Linked DNA regions of Hordeum vulgare: region 1 is linked to region 2. Evidence: chromatin contacts called from public Hi-C data. All regions are on one chromosome and are shown on one strand. Each heading gives the region's core, a stretch centred on a gene start, on an enhancer-like site or on the middle of the called end of the contact. The rest is flanking DNA. Distances are from core to core; before and after follow the strand shown. Region 1 has its middle 150 kb from the start of LOC123440418. Region 2 holds the start of LOC123440416 (protein LURP-one-related 8-like).

Region 1 (4,558 bases), core at 66-2,565, 190 kb before region 2:
CCCGTACGTCACGAGGAGTTTCGGAATACTCCGGAGGTGAAGATTTATAAATGGAAAGTCCAGTTTCGGTCATCGGAAAGGTTTAGGGGTTTATCGTATTTTACCGGGACCATCAAAAGGCTACCGGGGGTCCACCTGTCCCGGAGGGCCACATGGGTCGTAAGTGGGAGGGAACCAGCTCCATGGTGGGCTGGTGCCAGCCACCAAAGAGGCCCAAGGCGCATAGGGCAAAAACCCTAGGGCATGGGGCTGCCTCCCTCCAACTTGGGAGGCAAGCCACCCCTAGGGCTCCTGCCGCCCCCTCCTAGGGTTTCCTAGGGTGGTCGGCCCCCTCTCCCCTTCCTCTTATAAATATAGGAGGGTTGGGAGGGCTGTGCACACCCCTGAACCCCTCCCCTTGGCGCAGCCCTAGCTCTCCACTTCTCCTCCTCCGTGGCGCTTGGCGAAGCCGTGCTGGAGAACCACAAGCTCCACCGCCACCACGTCGTTGTGCTGCCGGAGCTCTCCATCAACTTCTCCTCCCCCCTTGTTGGATCAATAAGGAGGAGATGTCCCCGGGCTGTACGTGTGTTGAACGCGGAGGCACTGTTCGTTTGGTGTTTGGATCGGATCGTCGCGAATACGACTCCATCGAACGCGTTCATAGTAACGGTTTCGCTTAGCGATCTTCAACGGTATGAAGATGCTCTCCCTCTCTCTTGTTGCTAGCATCTCCTAGATTGTTCTCGGTTTCAAAATTTGTTTCTCAAAAGGCAAAAAATGATTGTGCTTTAAAAATTTGTTCGCACTTTCAAATTTGTTCGGGGTTTTTAAAATTGTTCTCATTTTTCCAAATTTTGTTCTCAAGATTCAAAAAATGTTTGTCCTTCAAAAATTGTTCGCGCTTTCAAGTTTGTTCATGTTTTTAAAAATTGTTCTCGATTTCAAAATTTGTTCTCAAAATTCAAAAATTGTTCGTTCTTAAAAAATTATTCACGCTTTTAAATTTGTTTAGGGTTTTTCAAAATTATTCTTCTTTTCAAAATAAATTGTCAAGATTTAAAAAATGGTCATGCTTTACAAGATTGTTCACGCTTCCAATTTGTTCACGATTTTTCAAAAAATTTATTCAAATTCGATTTTTTTCTTCAGAAAAAATGTAAAAGGAAAAGGAAAGAAAAAAACGAACCACAAAAAATAAAATAAACAGAGAAGGAAAAACGTAAAAGAAAAAAAGAAAGAAAACAGGGCCGGGCTAGTCGGGCGCCCATGTGTGCGGCACAGGGCTGTCTGCCGTATTGAGCGGCAGGTAGAAGCTCCCATCGTTTTGACCCTAATCCTATCTGATGCTACAGGCGCGAGTTACAATTGTTTTTCCAACCCGTGCTTGAAGCAACCCTTTGCGAGCTTGGCCGGTCCAATTATTTTTTCTTATTTTGTTAAAACTAGAAAAAAGGTGCGAGCTGGGACGTGCAATTACCTTCTTTTCTGTTAAAACTGGAAAAAGGGTGTGAGATGAGCTGGTCCAATTGCTCTTTTTTCCGTAAAAATGGAGAAAACGGTGCAGTCTCCAATCATTTTTTTTTTCTTTTTCTATTACTAGCAAACATGCCCGTGCATAACAACAAAAGAGTAAATATGTTTTATCCAAGCAACTGTCCTTATTTCGATTCAACTTTAGTTATAACTCGTAATATTGATGGTGTGTACCTACAACCAAACTCTAATGACAACCAGTCGGCGTCGTTCAATACTAAGGAGGCTGTGTCTATAAATTAAGTCTAGTTAATAAAGTATAAATGTGTCACCGTCACATGAAGCGGATAAAACACAAATTAAGATCATATGTATCGTTTCCAATATTAATGTTCATGACGATCACAAGAACTATTCAGATATTTTCAAAATATATCTTCATGTACTTTCGATGTTCATGAATTTTATAAGTACATGCATATGCTATTAAAGTTATTTGTGTATTCATTATAAAAAATAGTTGTGTAGTCTCTTGGGAAGTACGCATGTGAACTTTGTTAAAAAATACATACGTAGGTTTTTTTTATCATGGGACATGTACGTAGGTTCCACCCAAAATAGAATTTAAAAAATAGTTAATAGATAAAATAACATTATATTCAGATTCTGAATTTTTTTCCTAATCATATTTCATATATAATATGTTTAAATTGGAGTTAGGATTTAAAAGATATGATTATTTTAAAAATAAATATTTTATAGACTACGGGTTGATTCACCCAAATTAGGGGGTATTATGTAAAATTTCAGAAAAACGATTCGTTGTCAATTAGAGTTGAAGTGCGGGTTGAATAGTATAAGGGTTTTATTATTTATGTCATTCATTGTATATCATTATTTAGTTTTACCAATAGGTATTTCAACTGCTTAAAAATGCCACTGGGCACCATTATTGTCATCTCATATCTCGTTTGTCATGTCATATTGACCAAAATACTTATAGGTCAGCTCTCCCTCTATTTCACTACCAAAAAGTGTGGGTCTGACTTGATCCCAACAACGTTTTTATTTTACTCTAAAATTATTCGTTTGCTTACTCCTTACTAGTGGGGTCCACACTTATTATTGTGAGATAGAGAGAACTGACATGTGGGTATAGAAGTATTCTATCATATAACATGGTCAACGAATTTGACCTAACAATAATTATATCTAATGGCGTTTTTGAGCAAACATCTAATGAATGATGACATTTTTGAGATACCTAATGACATTTTTGAACAAACATCTCATAGAACGATGTCATTTTTGAGCAGTTATAATTTTTAATGGAAAAATCGAATAATGGGACACAACTAGTGACATGTATACCTACTAATAAAAAAAATAGGTATTCTTAGTCCGTCATGCTATTTTATAGAAAAACCCTTTATGTTTTTGACATTAAACCCGTAATACATATTAAATATTTTTTTAAATACTCATATCTTCTCATACTAGGGAACTTTTTGCGTTTTATTGAAATGAATGAAGCGTGCATTTTTGTTTTGATTGAAGTGGAGGACGACCGTACTGTTTTTTTTTTGCGGGAAAAAATGAGCGTCCATAGGTGTGAGCTGGCGTGGGTGCGAGGAACCTAGCCGACACTGAACGTGCTGGTTAGGCAAAATCACTAAATAGAGAGTATTCATTTGTGACAAATAGCGCATTGTATGCGTGTCGTTTGTTGCCATCTGAGAGTTTTATTTTCTATATTCGTTATATTAAAATGCTTTATCTCTTAAACAGTGCGTCCAACTCGAAACAGCTCGAACTGTTTTCACCGTCCAAAAAAAGAAAACGCGTTTTTCTGTTTTTGACAGGCACGGCCGTGACTCCTGCCGAATCAAATCGGTGTCTCTCGAGGAAGGACAATGTATCTTTTCATGAAAAAAATTGTAATATTCTTTTCCGTTTAAATGCTGAGAAAGACTGATGAAAAACCGAAACAGAAAAAACTGAAAAAACCATCTAAAAACAGAAAATGTGTGCGAAAAAATAAAATAAAAATCCAAAAAGAAAACCCGCTTAAAACGTGACCCATGACAACGGTTGAGAATGCGCTAAGTGACAGCATCTGAGAACGGCCCTTGAAAGGCTTCAGAAGAAGCGTTCCTTAGATAATTGCTCCCCGGTTAGGAGCTTCCTCGGTTTGATGCTCGCAAGGGTCAAATAGAATATGCGCTCCAATGGGAGCGACTTAATGGATTTATAGTGGACGGCCCCTAAATTCCCTTCCCTTGCCTCTACTTTTTTTAACTATCCCACGCCCCTATGTTGATGTGTTGTTGTTCATTATATTCGCTAAAAACATTAGTGTTGTTCATAATGGAACGCAGAAACCAGTTGAAAAATAAATCTAAGAAAAAAAAAGGAGTAAAAAATAGGTAGAACAGATTAAGAATATGTTCATGATTTTTAACAACTTATTCGTGAAAGTTGAAAATGTTTGTAAACACTAAAAATGTTCGTGACAAATATACAAATACTCTTCAAATATTCATGGATTTCAATATAAAAATAAAAAACATAACAAAATCATCAAAAGAAGTATAGAAAAGCAGAAAAGCCAAACAAAAACCGACTGAACGCAACAAAAAGTGCAAATGGAGCCCGGGCTCCGGGGAGGACTTTAAAAAAACATATTTCCACATCACAAAAAAACTTAAGAAAAAGTATACATACACAAATACATATATAACACGTTAAGGAAAAAGTTCATAACAATACTCTTTTATACATGGCGTGTACAAAAAAAACACAAATGAAAATGGACCCTTTTTTTGTTGTTCTTGGACCGGAATTTTGTTATTTCTGTGTAGCTTGCAAAAAAAAATTAACGAAATTTTACAGGTCCACTGCAAATATGTATAAGTTTTCACATAATTATTTGTGGATTTTTTGAAACATAGAAATATCATTTTTGAATCTTTTGAAATACAGTCCTCCAATGCCCCGTCCACCAAAACTTCGCGCTCCTGAACGCAACCGGTACTCATCGCCTAATGATTCAACCAATGTCGCTCCTCGTGTGGGCGATTTTTATGGATTATGTACTATTCTT
Region 2 (4,856 bases), core at 2,046-4,545:
TACTTCTCAATCGACATGAGCATATTCCCTCTCTACTCTACGTGTAGCACCCAACATGTTGTGTGTATGTTCTCCCTCTGTTAACTTTTGCTCTGCATATTAATTTTATTGTAAAGTTCTGTTAAATTTGTATTAAAAATGTCAACATCTACAATACCAAATAATTACAATATGAAAAGTTTACTACATGGTTGATCTAATGACATTAGTTTGGCATTGTGAATGACTGGACTCCCTCTATCTCATACTAATATAAAAGCGTTTTCGACACCATACTATTATAAAAATGTTATTATATTATGAAACAGTAGGAGTATTTTCTTACACTGTCAAGACAAATGATGCATTGGTCAGAAGTTTTTTCCATAATTAAAATATGACTTAAGACAACCTACTGTGCAAAGTAAAACACCCGAGGGAGTACCATGTACTTACTCGAGTGAAAATTGTCTAATGACTGGTCAAACTATACACACATATAAACAAGGAAATGTCTTTAAATCAACCGACTGACCCCACGATTCGTAAGCCTCCTTCAGCAATTGCCACACGTCCCTTGACCGAGCCTACGCGCCGCTTATCCATCTGCCTTATCCACGCAACAAGCGCACGACCACGCATTTTCTTCCTTGCCTCGCTTTTTTCTCTCATCCTACAGAATCCCTCTGTGTTCTCTCCTAGGCCCTCCTCCTTCCTCTAGCTAGATCGGGACCAAACGCCGGCGGTTGATGGTCCTCGTTGCTGCTGCTGCAAGCTTTCGGAGCTGCCACACAGCGCTCATTCCCATCTTTTTCTCTTCCCCATCTCTGCGAGTCACGCGAGAGGAGTAGAGGTGAGCTCCCGTGGCAGCTTCGAGGCGGTCAGTCGTCGTTACTGCCGGCGATGCGCCGCGACGCTCGACAATGACCATCTGCGCTGCGACGCAGCAACCTGCTGATGCTGCAAGTCATCGGCGGCAGAGCTGCATTGGAGCGCTCTCCGGGCCATTGGAGCTCCGCCGCGGCTGCGGTGCAGTGTCACCTGAGCTGCAGTGAAGCACGCCGGAGGGTGAGCCGCCAGAGTTGCACTGAAGCACGTCGGAGTTGCACCGCAGCACGCTGGAGGGTCGTCGAAACTTCGTCGGGGTTACAATGAAGCCGCCGGAGCTGCAGTGAAGCACGCTGGATGGTCGTCGAAACTTCGTCGAGGTCGCAATGTAGCGTCGGCGGGGTTGCAATGGAACGTCGACGACGCTGTCGATGCTGCCATGGAAGTGGTTTTGCTGATGCTAGCGTGAAAGCTACTGCATTGGGGTATAGAGAAGGAATATGCGTTGTGCTACGATCGAACGACCGCCTCCTTAAAATCGAACGGCTCACCAGACGGATGATTTTCTCAAAAAAATCATTCGACTAATTAATAACAGCTCCCTATAAACAATCAATGGAACCACCGAGCCAACTCCTCAACTCCACATGTCTGTCTCTCTCTCTCAACAAAGAAAAACTAGTTATGAGTTCTGCGTACGTCAGCTGGCTTCCCACAATACGTACAGTACTTACCCAAATGACAAATATCTAACGACCGGTTAAATTATTCACACGTACGTACAGGTGCCCCTAGTAGTTTAGTCATCTAAAATAGTCAAGCTAGTTTTGACACCGAGGCGGCCAATGAGTAGCTCACAGATGGCTCCGGGCCAGCCACAAGCTCTGCATTTTTCCCTCGGCTGCCAATGATCAACGACACCTCGAATGCTATCAAATGAAGAATTGCACGGTAGCAGCCAGCCCACCGGCTAGCTATCAACCTCGTCACGGTAGCAGGCCTGATCGTGACTAGCTAAAGCAGATCCGGTCAATAGTTAACAATCCCGGAAGATAGCATCAGCAGCACGCGCGGATGCTTCGTTAATCGCGTTCCTGGCGCTGCTTCCGTCGTGGGTTAACCGGCTAATCACCGTGTCGTTGGCGCTTGTAGTTGAACGGGATGTTATCGGTATGGGGTTGGTTTTTGCCGCCTGTGCCCAGATGATGACTCGACGCATGGACTAGAGCTAGCCGCTGCTTCTTGCTGGGGTGCTGTTGCTACTTGCTAGCCCACCCGAAGCCTGGCCTCCTGCCGCGTGCCGGATATAATCTACTGCACTGGTGAATAGTTTGTGTACAGATCCGACGGGTGACGCGTCGACGTTTCGTGCGTACTATGATGACCCGGTTTAATCTGCTAGGCGCGGCATGCAAAACGTCGCGCTGTTTCTGTGGATATCTACGATCAATCAAACGACGAGCTTGATCTCGAGTTGTTAATGGAAGGAAAACAGCTAGCCTGTGATCCGTCTACTGGCAGAAAATTCTATCAGATTTAAAGGTTTGAGCGTATTGCAAAAAGAAAATAAAAATGATGTGGTAACTTTTTTTTGCAACAGAAGTCTCGTTATAATTTAATATTTTTTATAACGAAGGTCTTGTTGAATTTTTTTTATAACACGGGTCTGTTATAATTTTCTTCTACAACAAAGACCTTGTTGTAGAAACTCATGTAGGAGACAACGAGCAGTGACCACGCTGATCGAAAGAAAGGCCAGTCCTCCCTCGGGGTGACGGCTAACGCAGCTCCCTGCGGCAAACATGGACGTCGGTGCTCCCTCGAGACAATGGGACGCAGCTTGAGTTCAGGCCCACAACAACGGCTGACCTTCATGATGAAGGTGGGCGGCAGCGACGACCGCACACCGACGCGGCGTGATGTCGTCGGCAAGCGTCGGCAACGACGGCGGTCGAAGCAACGTGAGAAGAGCTAGGGAGCAGCATGAGTGGTGGTTACTATATATCATGGGGATATAAATCCCGCAATGCATCCGTTTTATTACGGAGAAGAAGTTTACAACAATTACTTAGACGCAAAAACTAGTCTAGGTAATATGTTGCTTCTAACCATCCGATTGAAATGTGATCCAACGGTAATACGTTGCTTCTAACCATCCGATTGAAATGTGATCCAACGGTTACAAAGACGACCGACGCAGGATGGTTATCTGTCGGCTGATCCCAATGATTTCCTTCTCTTTATTATTATTATGCAGCAGCATTCTCAAGTTCTTGAGGAGTGGTAACTTGGGTGTTTGCATCAGCCAAGTTTGTTATTGCTTTTTAATAGTAGTAGCAAACAATCCATGATAAGATTTGTTAATAATGGAGGAAGAGGTCGTTAAGCAGCAGCCCATGTCACTTGCGTCCCCACGCACGTCAGAGCAACATGCCTCTGCCTTTTCCTCGGGTGGACAGCTTCTCCGGCCAGCGAGCGAGACCTGTGTATATATAAACCACCGCCTACCACGGAGCCAACCAACACCAACAGGGCGACCAAAGCTCAATCAGCTCCGACTACCCAGCTACTGCCTGTCCGCCCGCTCTCAATTGCTCCATACTCTACACTAACATGGCGAGGGTTCACCCCAACATGGCGCCCGCGCCGGGCGCCGTCGACAAGGCGCCGGCCAACCCCGCCTCCGCAGCGGAGGGGCCGACGACGCTGACGGTGTGGCGCAAGTCGCTGCTCTTCGACTGCAAGGGGTTCACGGTGTTCGACGCCGTGGGCGACCTGGCCTACCGCGTCGACAGCTACGCCTCCGAGACCGGCGACGAGGTCGTCCTCATGGACGCGGCCGGCCGCCCCGCCTTCACCGTCCGCCGCAAGCGCTTCAGCCTGCAGGGCGAGCAGTGGCTGGTGTTCGCCGGCGAGGAGACGCGGCGGCCCGTGTACGCCGTCCGGCGGAGCGGCCGCGGCAAGACGATGGCGTACGTGACGGCGTGCGCGGGCGCGGGCGCCGGGCCGTCGTACGAGGTGGAGGGGTCCTACGCGCGGCGGAGCTGCGTGGTGTACGACGGCGAGCGGCGCGCGGTGGCGGAGATCATGCCCAAGGCGGTGGTCGGGACGGACGTGTTCCGCCTGGTGGTGCAGCCCGGCGTGGGCGTGTCGCTGGCCATGGCCGTGGTGGTGGCGCTCGAGCAGATGTTCTCCAGGCCGTCGCTCCTCAGGAGCTGGTCCACGTAGATTCTAGTTATAGTGAATTATAATTTGTTTGTTCATCGGAGTACGTCTCAATTTAGTCAAGCTTATAGCTTTTTTTTTCCCCTTGCAATCGATCAGTTTGGGGTTGGAATTGAGGCCGTGAGAGTCGATGGATCTGTGTGCGGGCATGAGAGCAAGCCCATCTGCTCGATGATGCCCCCCAAATCAATCGCATATACGTACTGCTAGTATATGGCCAATCGATGTCTTTTTTGGCCTGTCGTTGTGTATATATTCTTTCAAGAGAGTGAAATAAATATAAACAGTTCTTTTGCACATACGGTCCTCAGCTTCCGAATCTCAAGATAACATCTTGTCTTGTGCAGAGCGCTATCTTGATCTCTCTCATACGTACATACCACGATCATGTTACGTGGCTTGAGAATTTCTGGCATGTTTGATTCTCGAGCGAGATCGCCAGAGAGATCTAGACAGGGACACCGTCTCTAGTCTTATCTTTCTTCCACTTTCCCTGCTCCGTGGAAACATGGAATCATATTTTCGGAAACATTTCCGGCTGCGTTTCCATGTGGTGTGGACTGGCACTGCCAGGACCGCGACCCGTCCTCATCTTGGGACAAGAGGAAAGAAGAGAAGAGACGTGCACACCTGGGGTCTGAAATTCGGTTGGGTAACGGCGCGTCAGTCCAGCTGGGGGCTGTGGATGATACGTGTGCGATCGGCTGTGAATTAATGCAAGCTATCGATCTGCGCCGTGCAAAACTTGCTGTGGTTTTCTTGTGTTGTTTGTGTGTTTGCCTCTGGCTGGCTCACTGAATTTTTTGCCCGTGAGTCATGTGCTG

The links. A called contact is a pair of places that touch in the nucleus more often than the background predicts.
Region 1: a contact with region 2 is called in a Hi-C map of leaf, with 8 times the contacts expected there. The contact joins the enhancer-like site here to the promoter of LOC123440416 in region 2. A contact is called at or near these places in 2 of 6 Hi-C or Micro-C datasets (leaf and seedling).

What each region holds. Positions count from the first base shown.
Region 1 is chr3H:527,111,403-527,115,960 of MorexV3_pseudomolecules_assembly, reverse strand. No RefSeq gene overlaps it. Among protein-coding and RNA genes, the nearest start is that of LOC123440418, 150 kb to the left of the region's middle. Within about 2 kb of position 1,315, at least 1 of the 3 cell types and tissues checked has open chromatin away from gene starts, as enhancers often do. A contact at or near this core is called in leaf, where this site is marked.
Region 2 is chr3H:526,920,192-526,925,047 of MorexV3_pseudomolecules_assembly, reverse strand. LOC123440416 (protein LURP-one-related 8-like) reads left to right here and starts at 3,295. Exons shown (of 1, transcript XM_045116984.1): 1 at 3,295-4,333. The coding sequence starts at 3,421. The coding sequence ends at 4,035.